Regions from separate parts of the Sus scrofa genome. Here all the other regions are linked to region 1. The links are chromatin contacts, called in public Hi-C maps. All regions are on one chromosome and are shown on one strand. Each heading gives the region's core, a stretch centred on a gene start, on an enhancer-like site or on the middle of the called end of the contact. The rest is flanking DNA. Distances are from core to core; before and after follow the strand shown.

Evidence for each region. A called contact is a pair of places that touch in the nucleus more often than the background predicts.
Region 2: a Hi-C map of psoas muscle shows a contact between it and region 1, with 1.9 times the contacts expected there. The contact joins two enhancer-like sites. A contact is called at or near these places in 2 of 47 Hi-C or Micro-C datasets (psoas muscle and skeletal muscle) and 1 of 2 datasets of contacts at active chromatin or transcription factors (skeletal muscle).
Region 3: a contact with region 1 is called in a Hi-C map of skeletal muscle, with 4 times the contacts expected there. The contact joins two enhancer-like sites. A contact is called at or near these places in 4 of 47 Hi-C or Micro-C datasets (embryonic fibroblasts, fetal heart ventricle, heart right ventricle and 1 more) and 1 of 2 datasets of contacts at active chromatin or transcription factors (skeletal muscle).

Annotation. Positions count from the first base shown.
Region 1 is chr1:27,932,154-27,935,724 of Sscrofa11.1, forward strand. LOC102158075 (a long non-coding RNA gene) reads right to left here. Exons shown (of 2, transcript XR_297933.3): 2 at 2,937-3,156. It also overlaps a transcript of MTFR2 not described here. Among named protein-coding and RNA genes, the nearest start is that of MTFR2, 25 kb to the left of the region's middle. Within about 2 kb of position 1,893, at least 3 of the 83 cell types and tissues checked have an H3K27ac peak or open chromatin away from gene starts, as enhancers often do. A contact at or near this core is called in skeletal muscle, where this site is marked.
Region 2 is chr1:28,349,975-28,353,545 of Sscrofa11.1, forward strand. All of the region lies in intron 2 of PDE7B (cAMP-specific 3',5'-cyclic phosphodiesterase 7B), which reads right to left. Among named protein-coding and RNA genes, the nearest start is that of PDE7B, 74 kb to the right of the region's middle. Within about 2 kb of position 2,032, at least 3 of the 83 cell types and tissues checked have an H3K27ac peak or open chromatin away from gene starts, as enhancers often do. A contact at or near this core is called in skeletal muscle, where this site is marked.
Region 3 is chr1:28,205,543-28,209,113 of Sscrofa11.1, forward strand. All of the region lies in intron 2 of PDE7B (cAMP-specific 3',5'-cyclic phosphodiesterase 7B), which reads right to left. Among named protein-coding and RNA genes, the nearest start is that of PDE7B, 220 kb to the right of the region's middle. Within about 2 kb of position 1,524, at least 9 of the 83 cell types and tissues checked have an H3K27ac peak or open chromatin away from gene starts, as enhancers often do. A contact at or near this core is called in skeletal muscle, where this site is marked.

The DNA of each region.
Region 1 (3,571 bases), core at 643-3,142:
CAGCGATTTCAGATCCACCTGCTGTGGCTTGGAATTATGGTATGGAGAGTCCCCTGAGTGGGATGGCACTCTGTCCCATATCATTTCAGCCTTTGGCTAGATTCCTGCCTGGTCCCCCACTAACGACCCTTGAATTCCCCCCTTATGGTCAGATTCTGCCCTAAACAGCTGGTGGCCAGAGAACCTGTGCTATGCCTGCTCTTGCCAGCCCTTCTTCTGGAAACCAGGTCATGTCTTCTGCCTTCCATGGTCCTGCTGCCTGTGGTCAATGATGATCATCAGTCATGGTGGCTAAATTGGTTGAACACTTAGTTCGTGTTGATCTCTGCACTAGACCCTTTGTGAGTGTTAATTTGTTAAGTCATACTCCCTTTTTACAGATGAGGAAACCGAGGAGTAGAGCGGTTTAGTACCTTAGGTCATGCTACTAGTAAGCTGCTAAGCTAGGTTTCAAACTCTGGGTTCCAGAATCTGAGTTCTTGCATGATAAACCAGCCCCTCCCAATGGATAACGCCACCACCTCATCTGATCTCCAAAGACAACGAGTAAATTTTGGACTCCAAAGCACTATGCTAGTGTATGTAACTCTATGGCATTTGCTGTTTTTGCCCCTTGGGGATTCTTCCTTATCTTTTAAGACACAGCTTAAAGAGCATTTTTCTTAGAGTCTTTTCTGACTCTCCTTCTCCCCTAAGCCCTCCAGGAGTATGACCACTTCCCAACAACTGGGTGTTTTCTTTGCTGCTGGATTTGTTGCAGTTCTATTTGCTTTCCAGTCTGTCTCGCTCCAACTCCACTGGGCACTTTCGAACAAGGTGAAGATAGAAACTGGGTTTAATTCATCTCATTTCCTCCTTTATCCAAAGTGCAGTCATATCAGCAATTAGTGAACAGTTTAATGTGTTAAGAATGATGCTTAGGATACAGGTTCTCTCATCTAATCCACAACCTTTCAAGAGCCAGAGAGAACAAACTTGTGGTTGCCAAGAGGCAAGAGGGAGGGAGTGGGATGTATAGGGAGATGCAAACTGTTGCTTTAGAATGGATAAGCAGTGAGGTCCTACTGTACATCACAGGGGACGTATCCAATCTTGTGGAATAGAACATGATGGAAGAGAGTATGAAAAAAGAATATATATATATATGTATGTATGTGTGTGTGTATATATATATACACACATATATATATGTATGACTGGGTCACTGCTGTATGGCAGAAATTGGCACAACACTATAAATCAACTATAAAAAATTTAAAAAGGCTGGTTTTGTTTAAAAAAGAGAGAAAGATTTTTATCCCCATTTTATAGATGACAATGGAGCTCAGAGAATTGAGTGGAAGAGCTGGGACTGAACCCAGGTTTGCCGACCTCAGAGCATGTGCGTATAACTAGGAGACCCTGTGACAAATGTGATAGAAAATGACTTGATATAAACTCATTTACTTAAAGTTACATCTGTTTCTTAGCAACAGATTTTATGCAAAAGCATAAAAAGTAATGCAAGTAAATTGCTCAAATGCAAGTAGCCAGATGATTTCAGAGCTAGCGTTTAAATCAGAGCTCCTGAGGCCGGGGATGTGGCCTTCAGTCTTTGTGGTCCATGTTTGGAGGGAAAGATCTCACTAAGTCCAGGACTCTTGGCCAGTAGGTCAGGCTGGAACCACTGACTGCCTGAACCAACACAGGATGGTAAGGCCTTTGGCCCTCACAGGACCACCAGCGTTGGGCACGTGGTTAACACCCCGGACCACACGTGGACCCCAGTGAACACGTCTCTGGCCACCCAGATTTCTTCCCACTTTCTGCTGGCTCTGTGTCCCTGTATGCATCCCAGAAGAGCCTGCCCAAGAATTGCCTCAGAGTCTTTGGAAAACTACTTCAGCAAGAGTATCTATTTCTCCTCTGAGGATGAATTTGATTTCTGGAAGGAGACAAGTGCCAAACCTGATGAATGAGTGGATGAGCAAGCTCAATGAAATCACGACTGGTCACAAATGACGTACGACTTCAAATCATTCAAGTGGTTTTCTTGCAGAGATTGCTGTAATCTAGTTGTGAAGGCATTTCCTGAAGATGGATTCCAAAAAATATTTTTGAGCAATGGCTACACTGGGTGCATTAGCTGGGATGAATTTTGGAAGCAAAATACTCATTTCAAGTACAGAATTTCTGATGAAAGTGTTAGTGCCCCAGTCCCAAGACTTTAAAATCATCCATGGGTTTAGTGATTGATAGGGCCTGGATAGATAGGTGTTTGGATCTAAGATTCGAAAAATTAGTTTTAACAGATGATAGAATAAAACTTTGGATGGAGATAAAATAGTCTTGTCTACTTCGATCAAAAGCAGGTTAGTTTTGACAAAACTACTGAAGAATTATATCATAAACACTTCTGTTTTTCTTTATTTCTTTAAGATATACATGGGACTTACCCGTTATTTTCTATTCAAACTGAGTATTACAACGAAATTTAGTCATTAAAAAAGTAAACAGGGGAGTTCCTGTGGTGGGGCAGTGGTAACAAATCTGACTAGTTTCCATGAAGATGAGGGTTCAATCTCCGGCTTTGATCAGTGGGTTAAGGATCCAGTGTTGCCATGAGCTGTGGTTTATGTTGCAGATGAGGCTCAGATCTGGTATTGCTGTGGCTATGGCTGTTGCTGGCAGCTACAGCTCTGATTTGACTTCTGGCCTGGAAACTTCCATGTGCCATGGGTGTGGCCCTGAAAAGAAAGAAAAAAAAAGGCAGATGGAAGGTAAAATATCACAGACGTGGATTTCTTTTCCTTTAATGATACCTGCCTGCTGCCTGGGAATCCCTAACCCCACAAATTGTTAACACTGGTGATAATCAGTTGGACAGGAAAAAAATTATTTTGTTCAATTCTGCCGTTCTTTGAGCATTTCACCCATACCACATGCTGTGTGGACCGTTTCATGGTTTTTAGCACAAGCTTTATTTCGTAAGATTTCCAGCTTTAGCCTTTTTCAACCTGATTTCAAAGTGAGAGTTTTAGGAACGCATATTAAAACGGGCTCCTGTGAATTCTGTTGTCGTTGTTCACCTCCTTTTCCTCCATCTCCCTGTGATGGGGGAAGTTGTGATGGGTTGAGAGAGCCCAGACTGGGTCCTGGAGACTGGAGAGCTGGTCACTGTGAAGATACAAATGTATCAAATAATATTAGGCAAGTTTTTAATGCTTTTGGCCTCAATGTCCTTCTCTATAGATGAAGACTTTGAAAAAAAAAACTCTATGACTAAAACAAAAGTGTGTTTTTGGAAGGTTATACCACCTACCTATTATCCCTTATTATTGTGGAATAAATGTCTTAAGTACATTGACCTTCCTTTGATCACTTGGACAGGTCCAAGATGGCACTTCCATTCTTGCATTTATTCTATTTAAAGGCCTGAAATATTTTTCTCTTGCCCAATTAATTTGCAGGACATCAATTATCCCTTAAGGACAATGAACCATGAAACATTTCTATTTCATAGTTATGCCTCTTGTCATAATCACACTGGTTTGTTTCTTTGATGGGAAGTGAGTGGGGGTTGGGGGGTGGG
Region 2 (3,571 bases), core at 782-3,281, 420 kb after region 1:
GACAGATTTGCAAAGTGGTTATATACCATTTTACAAGTCCTATCAGCAATGCATGGCAATTTCAGTTGCTCTGTATCTTCACTAACAGCTGGAGTAGTCGATCTTTTTAATTTTGCCATTTTAGTAGATTTGAAGTGATTCCTCATTGTAGTTTTAACTTACACTTCACTGACGAGTAACAGGATTGAGCACTTTTTAATGCGCTTAAAATTTTTTGAGCATATATCTTTCTTTATAAAATACCTATTCAAGTAATTTGCCTGTTTTTACTGGGTTGTGTCTTATTAGCATTATTGTGTTGTAGCAGTGTTCACAGGGTTTAAATAAAAGTCCTTTGGGTTGTAAATATTTCTCCCAATCTGTGGCTTTTATATTTATTTTCTTAATGTTAGCACTGATAAGCAGTTTTTAATTTTGATGTAGTCCACTTTATTAAATTTTCCTCTTATGATTAGTATATTTTGTGTTCTAAGAGGTATTTGTCTCTCCAAGTGTTACAAAAGTAATCCACTGCTTTAGAATTTTATCTTTTATATTTAGGACTATGGTCTATCGAGTTAATTTTCATGGGTGGTTTGGGGTGAGGTTTGGGGTTCATATTTTTTTTCATATAAGTTATCTTTTGCAAAACCTTTTGTTAAAAAGACTTTCTTTACCCCCATTTAAGTAATGTTGGTACCTTGGTTAGAAAAAATCAAGTGATTGTAAATGTGGATCTGTTTCTAGACATAATATTTGCTTTTAACTATTAGTCTTTCTTTACACAACATCACATCATCACAATTATAGTAAGTTTTGAAAGCAAAAAGTACAAATACCCCCAAAGTATAATTTTATTTCAAGACCGTTCTGGCTATTCTGAGTAGCCATATAAATTTTAAAATCATCTTGTTAACGCCTATGTACATTTTATTTGTCTATGTATTTTTTTTAAAAAAAAACTCCTGAGATTTTGTTTGGGAATACTTTGAATTTATAAATCAATTTAGAAAAAATTCACATCTTAAAAATAGTATTTCTATTAATGAACAGGGTATATACTTCTATTTATTTAGATCATCTTTAATTTCTCCCAACATTTTTTAGTTTCAGTGTAACAGATCTTGCACATATTTTAGTTATTCTTATTTTATATCACTTGACGTTATAAATAGTATTATTTTTTATTTTATCTTCCAATTGTTCTTTGCTAGTAACAGAAATAAAATTGATTTTTTACATTGACCTTGTATCTGCAACATTACTAAAATCATTTGTGTGCATCAGCAGTATTTTTTTAGATTAGTTTTCTACGTACATGATCATGTTACCTGTGAGTCAAGATAGCTTTACTTTTTCCTTTCTAATATTTTTTAAAAATTAGAAAATACTTCCTTTCTTGTCTTTTTTGCTCATCTTATAGAAATGACTGAAAGTTTTAGTTGAATGTTGAATAGACTGAACAAAGAACACACTCTTGCCCACTTCCTAATCCTTGGGGAAAGTTTTGTGGGAAAGAGATGGGAAGATACATATTGAGACATGGGCCGTGGCTAATAGCTTGGTTGGCTAGTCATCAGTGAGAAGCAAAGTGATTGGAAAATCGGTGATAGTGAGGTCTGACAAGAAGTATGTGGGTAGATTCTGGGCATAAATCATGAGAATCGTTTGGTCCTTCATCAATGCTCACCAAAGAGCTGTTGATTTGTAAACTGGTCCCTGTACACAGAGAGCAAGGAGAAACTACAGAAAGAGGCAGTCCACTCTGGGTTGGGAGCTGGCAGTTTTAATAAGCAAGGGAACTTACTTGGGAGGCTTGTCTCCATGCCTGCCTGCCAGAATCTAAAAAGTTTATACATAGAAGCCTTAACTGGGTTCAGTCACATACACAGTTCAGATGGACTCACAGACTCTCTCAAGGCTAGCACAGGGAAAGCAAGAGGAATGCACATTTCAAAGATGTGGAGGGGGTAAGAGGTCACATATTGCCTGGGCCCAGCTTGCAGGTCAACAGGTGGTCACATCCTCTCATGACCTCTTCCCACAAGAGCCACTTCAGCAGCAGAGGACACCATGATCCACTCTGTGGGCATGAGTGAGCCTGTTTTTGCAGCTATCCCTGTCTTTGTCCCATGAGCTCATAAACAAAGTAGCTACGGGCAGCAGGCAAAGAGATTTTGTATGGGCTAAGCAATGTGCATTTCTCATCATCAGGGCTGATCTGGCAACAGCTACTGCTGAGTGGCCAATCTGCTGCTGAAAGTTAATACTGAGCCCTATATGACACTATTTCCAGGAGGATCAGCAGGTTGCAGGGCGATAAGTAGAGTGATTACATTACTTCCATCCTAGAAGGTCGATTCTTTGTTCTCAATGGAACAGAAACCTACTGTGGATATACATTCGCCTTTCCTACCTGCAATGTTTCTGCCAAAATCACCCTCTGTGGACTTGTTCCCCACCATGATATTCCATACTGCACAGCTTCTGATGAAAGAAATCATTCTACAGCTAAGAAAGGGCAGCATTAGGTCTGTGTGCATGAGATTCCCTTGCATTATTACCTTCTCCATCACTCTGAAACAGTTGACCTGATAGAATGACCTTTTGAAGACTGGGTTATGATGTCAGATGGATGACAACACATTGAAGGACTAGAGTAATGCCATTCAGGATAAGTCAGTGTTTAACTTACAATGCTTCTCTCACAGCCAGGCCTCACAGGTCTGGGAATCAGAAGTGGAAGTGGATGTGGCTTATCTCACTACTGACTGCTGATGAGTCACTAACAAAAGTACTGCTTCTCAGCTCTACAACCTGGGTTCTTCTGGCTTAAAGGGCTTAGTTCTCAAGGAAGGAATGAGTCTCCTGGGGGCCACAGAAAGCGTTCCATTAAATGGAAATTTGACAGTGTCATCTGGCTACATAAAAGTACTCGTGGTAGTGAGTCAATGGGTAGAGAAGAGGAATTTTAATTCGGCTGAAGTGACTGATTCTGATCATCAAGAGGATATGAAGTTTCCACTACACTAAGAAGGTTAGGAGGAGTGTGTCTGTAAATCTCAAAAGGATACATCTTAGTACTTCCACACAGTGTGGTAAAAACTAAAGCAAAGCTGCTAATCATTTATGCCCTTTAGGAATAAATGTTCGGTTTGTCCTACTAGGCAGAGAATTATGACTACACAAGGTGCTTGCTGAAGGCAAAGAGTATATGGGTGGCAAAATGAAGTATAGAATTAATAAAAACATGTTACCAGTTGCAGAAATAAACGCTAATATGTATTTCTTCCTTATTTTTATGTGAATGATTTGTACTTTTATTAACCAGCTCTGTTTTTTCTCTCTCCAACCCCCAAGATATCAGTTGTGTTAACAGCAGCTAAGCTTATATCTCAGGATTTAAGTTAGAGCATATCAAAAAGGGAATGTGATTCAGCTGTGATTGAACTCGAAGAGAAAGGCACATTAACCAAAACTGAGTAAAGGAATTTGCATCTTTTCAGGAGAGTGTTAGCATGATTTTATGTGTACATCAAATACTTTTATCATATTACAAAGTTTTTAATTTTCTTAAAAACTGAAGTCTAGT
Region 3 (3,571 bases), core at 274-2,773, 270 kb after region 1:
TATGTATACACACCAATAAGTGTTGTCAATCACAGATGCAGCCGTGTGAGGGGAGCTGCAAAGGGGTCATAAGGGGAAACCTGGCATGGAGAAGGCATTTCAAAACATCTGGGTCACTTTCCGTCTCACATTTTTCCTCAGCAGAGAACTGAATGGTGCTCATTAAAGCCAGACCCCTAGACAATCGGCCTGAGAGAAAATGGCTTAGGTCTATGAACCATAAAAAGATAGGTTCTGTTAAGAGACTGAACTGCCTAAAGTCTAACAGGGCCTGGATGCTTGGAACTCCATTAAGAGTTATCAAATGAGTGAAGGAATGAGCGAAGGAATGGTGTTCAAAAAGACACCATTTTCAAGGGCCTACTCTGTGCAGTCACTATATTGTGAGGGTGGACGGGAAAAAAAAAAAAGGAGATTTAGGCTAGATCCTGTCCTCAGGAAGATTACAGCCTGGTCTGAAGTGTAAACATAGAAGCCTATGGGCACTCTCAATGGTGTGCACCCAACACGCCTGGGGCTACCAGAAAGGTTCCTAAGAAGAGAGGACCCCAGGGCTATCTGGAGGATGGGAAAAAGCTGGCTGGCGAAAGACAGGGTCCCTCCTAGCAGAGACAGGCCTATGCAAAGCCCAGAAACCCTTTTAAGATCCCTCAGTAGCCTCCCGAGATGGGAGCAAAGCTGTGGTAGGTCAGGGCAGAGGGCTTAATTCAAGTGGCACTCACAGGTAAGCAGCAGGGAAGTAGGGGCTAACAGTGATTTAAAAATATATACATATAAATTATAAAATACAAACATAAATTATAATATTATATGAAATATAAATAATAACATACAATATAATATATATGTCATATATAATATGTAATTTATAATATACTATATTTATAATATATATTTATAATACATTTCTGTGCTGGGATAGGACAGCGAGGTTGGGTTTACTTTTGAAGAGGCAAGATGCTCAATGAATTCTTTTAACTATGTGACAAATAATTACAATCCAGTGGCTCCAGATATCTCTCACGAACAGCACTGGCTGCAATCCTTTTGCCCATTTCTACGTCAAAAAAGGCACCACGTTTTGAGGTGTTCCTTATTCCTTTTTCTTAGATCATTGCACAGAATGGCTCTGGCCAAAAGAACAACCCCTCACCACCCAGTTGAAACCTCATGTGAGGCCAATGCCTGCTGCTGCTGAAGCCATTAGCACCTAGCGTTGAGCCCATTATAATTTCCCCAGCTCCTGGAAGGTGCATTTTCAGAATCGTCTACTTCACAGTGGCCAGAGTCCCTTTCACCGTGTGGGTGGCATAGCCAGGCCTTGATCTCTAAACACTGTGCAGCCCTTGGCAGTCTGGTGCCAGAGGACAGCAGATTTGGACCCGGGGCTGATTTCAGCTCAAGCTCATGTTTTCCTTTCTAAGTTTTTCCAGTGAAAGAGCACATTTCCATCCCATTGCAGGCTGTTAAAACGTAAGCCTAATAAGTTTTCAACAATCTGTCAGTGCAGCTCTCCAGCAACAACCTGGCACTGTCTTTGAATCAGGGCCTCATCGTCCAACCCAACCTCAGCCAGTCAAAATAAGAGACACACAGTAGAAGAAAAAAAAAGATAATCACCTCGAGCTGAGCAGAAATTCTTCACAAATCCATTGTTGCCAACAGTCAACAGCCAATCTGTGGGCTGCCTAACCTGAAGTGACCCATCGGGAAGGGCCATCCCTCATAAACCTCTAATTAGCGATGGTTAGGAGTGACTTGAAGGATATTAATGCTACTGCTATTGGAAAATGAGCCTACCAGCTTTTAACAGCTTTGTTTTCTTCTTCAGTCAATGTTGGCTCAATGCGTATGCTTTCTATTAGAGCAGTGCCAGCAGCAGCAATCTCCAGAGAGTCTCTCAGCATTTTATTACACACCCCTATTTTTAAATGTTTAAAAACTACTTATTATGAACCAAAACTTGGAAAACCTGCTTTCAGCCCAAGAGTAGTTTTTTTAAGTTATTAAGTAAACATCCAGAATGCAGAACTGTGTTTCCTGTCACTTCAGCCCTGGACAGTAGAGGGCACTAGAAAGGCTATATCTCTAAGGTCGGGTTGGACCCCCTCAGAGAGATCCAGGGGTTGGATGGCTCAGAGTTCAGAGTCACTGTGTTAGGTTATTTTAGGCCCTATAGCTCACACAGATAATCTCCATGCACCACTTTTAGTCTCGAATTCTATTGCGCACATGAAATGCACATTAAAAACCGCATTTTTCACCATGCAAAACGATGACTAGAGCCTCTGGACAAACCCAGTTTTAGCAGAATCTGTATCTGTGAGGGCTGAGGGCATGTGCAATATAACTAAGGTGTCTCTCTCCTGCACCCAGGTATAGGAACTGAGTAGGGATCTTGGTCCAAGGCACTTTGAGAATAATTCTGATATAGGCTCTGAGAATGCTCTATCAGGCAGAAATAACTATGCCACCAATCTTGATAAACACTGCAAAAATTATGTCAGAGTGAGTTTTGCAATATAATTTCATCTTTCATCCTCTGAGAGCTCCAAGTGTTGGTAATTAGCTATAACCGGTTTTCAGTGAAAAAAACAGACACTTCTGTGAAGGCAAACAGCTAAAGCCATAAACATTTCACTATCCACAGTGAGTTTTGAAAAGTGAAGTCCATGAACCCTTTGTGTTAGAGAAAACAGAAAGCAGTATAGAAAGAGAACAGACTGGTATGTGTAGTGGAAAGAACTTAGAGAATGTCTGGATGCAAATCTCAACTCTGTCCCTCATTAGCAGTGTGATCTTGGGGAATATCTTATCCTTTTGAAACTCCCTGTAGAGCAGAGTAACAATGCTTAGCCTTCTACTTAAATAATGTAATACGTACAAAAGCATCTTATGTACTCTGAAACCCATCATAAGACCTGCTGTGTGTGCAGTTTTGTGGAAGGAAGGAGATGCAAGTAGAAGAGGGCCACTTGGTGGTACTGTGTACAAGAGAACATAACTCTACTGGGTCAGTCATCGGATTTTATGACGGAAAAATTTTTGCTCCTCCCATAATGAAGAGCACTGCTCCTTCAGAGGGTAACCTACAAAACCAAAGGTCAAGAGAACAGAGGTCTGCAAGGCAGGATCAAAGCAGTAAGTTTGGGTTGGGTACAGGAGCAGCCTTTGAGAAAGTATTTGAGAAAAACAGAGGAAGCAAAATCTAGTGTGAGGTGCAGATCCAAAAGAATGTAGGAAAAGGAAGAGGGCTTGTGTGAGGATTTGCAGTTTGGTCAGGGCAGCTCTTGTACCAGGAACAAACACTGTTAATCTGAGAAGGATCTGGGAGACCATCGTGGCCAACAAAGTCATTTTATAGATATAACAAACAAACAAGTCCCTATGGTATCAACTGAATTTTCATGCTAAGCTCTTATGATGAGTATGGGCTCTTGAATTCAAATCAAGACTCCAGGATTTACTACAAACATCACCTCGGGCAAGTTACTCAATAATCCTTTGCCTCAATTTCCCACATGTAAGATGGAGATGACTCTACCTTCTCCATTGTGGGTTGAGCATAAGG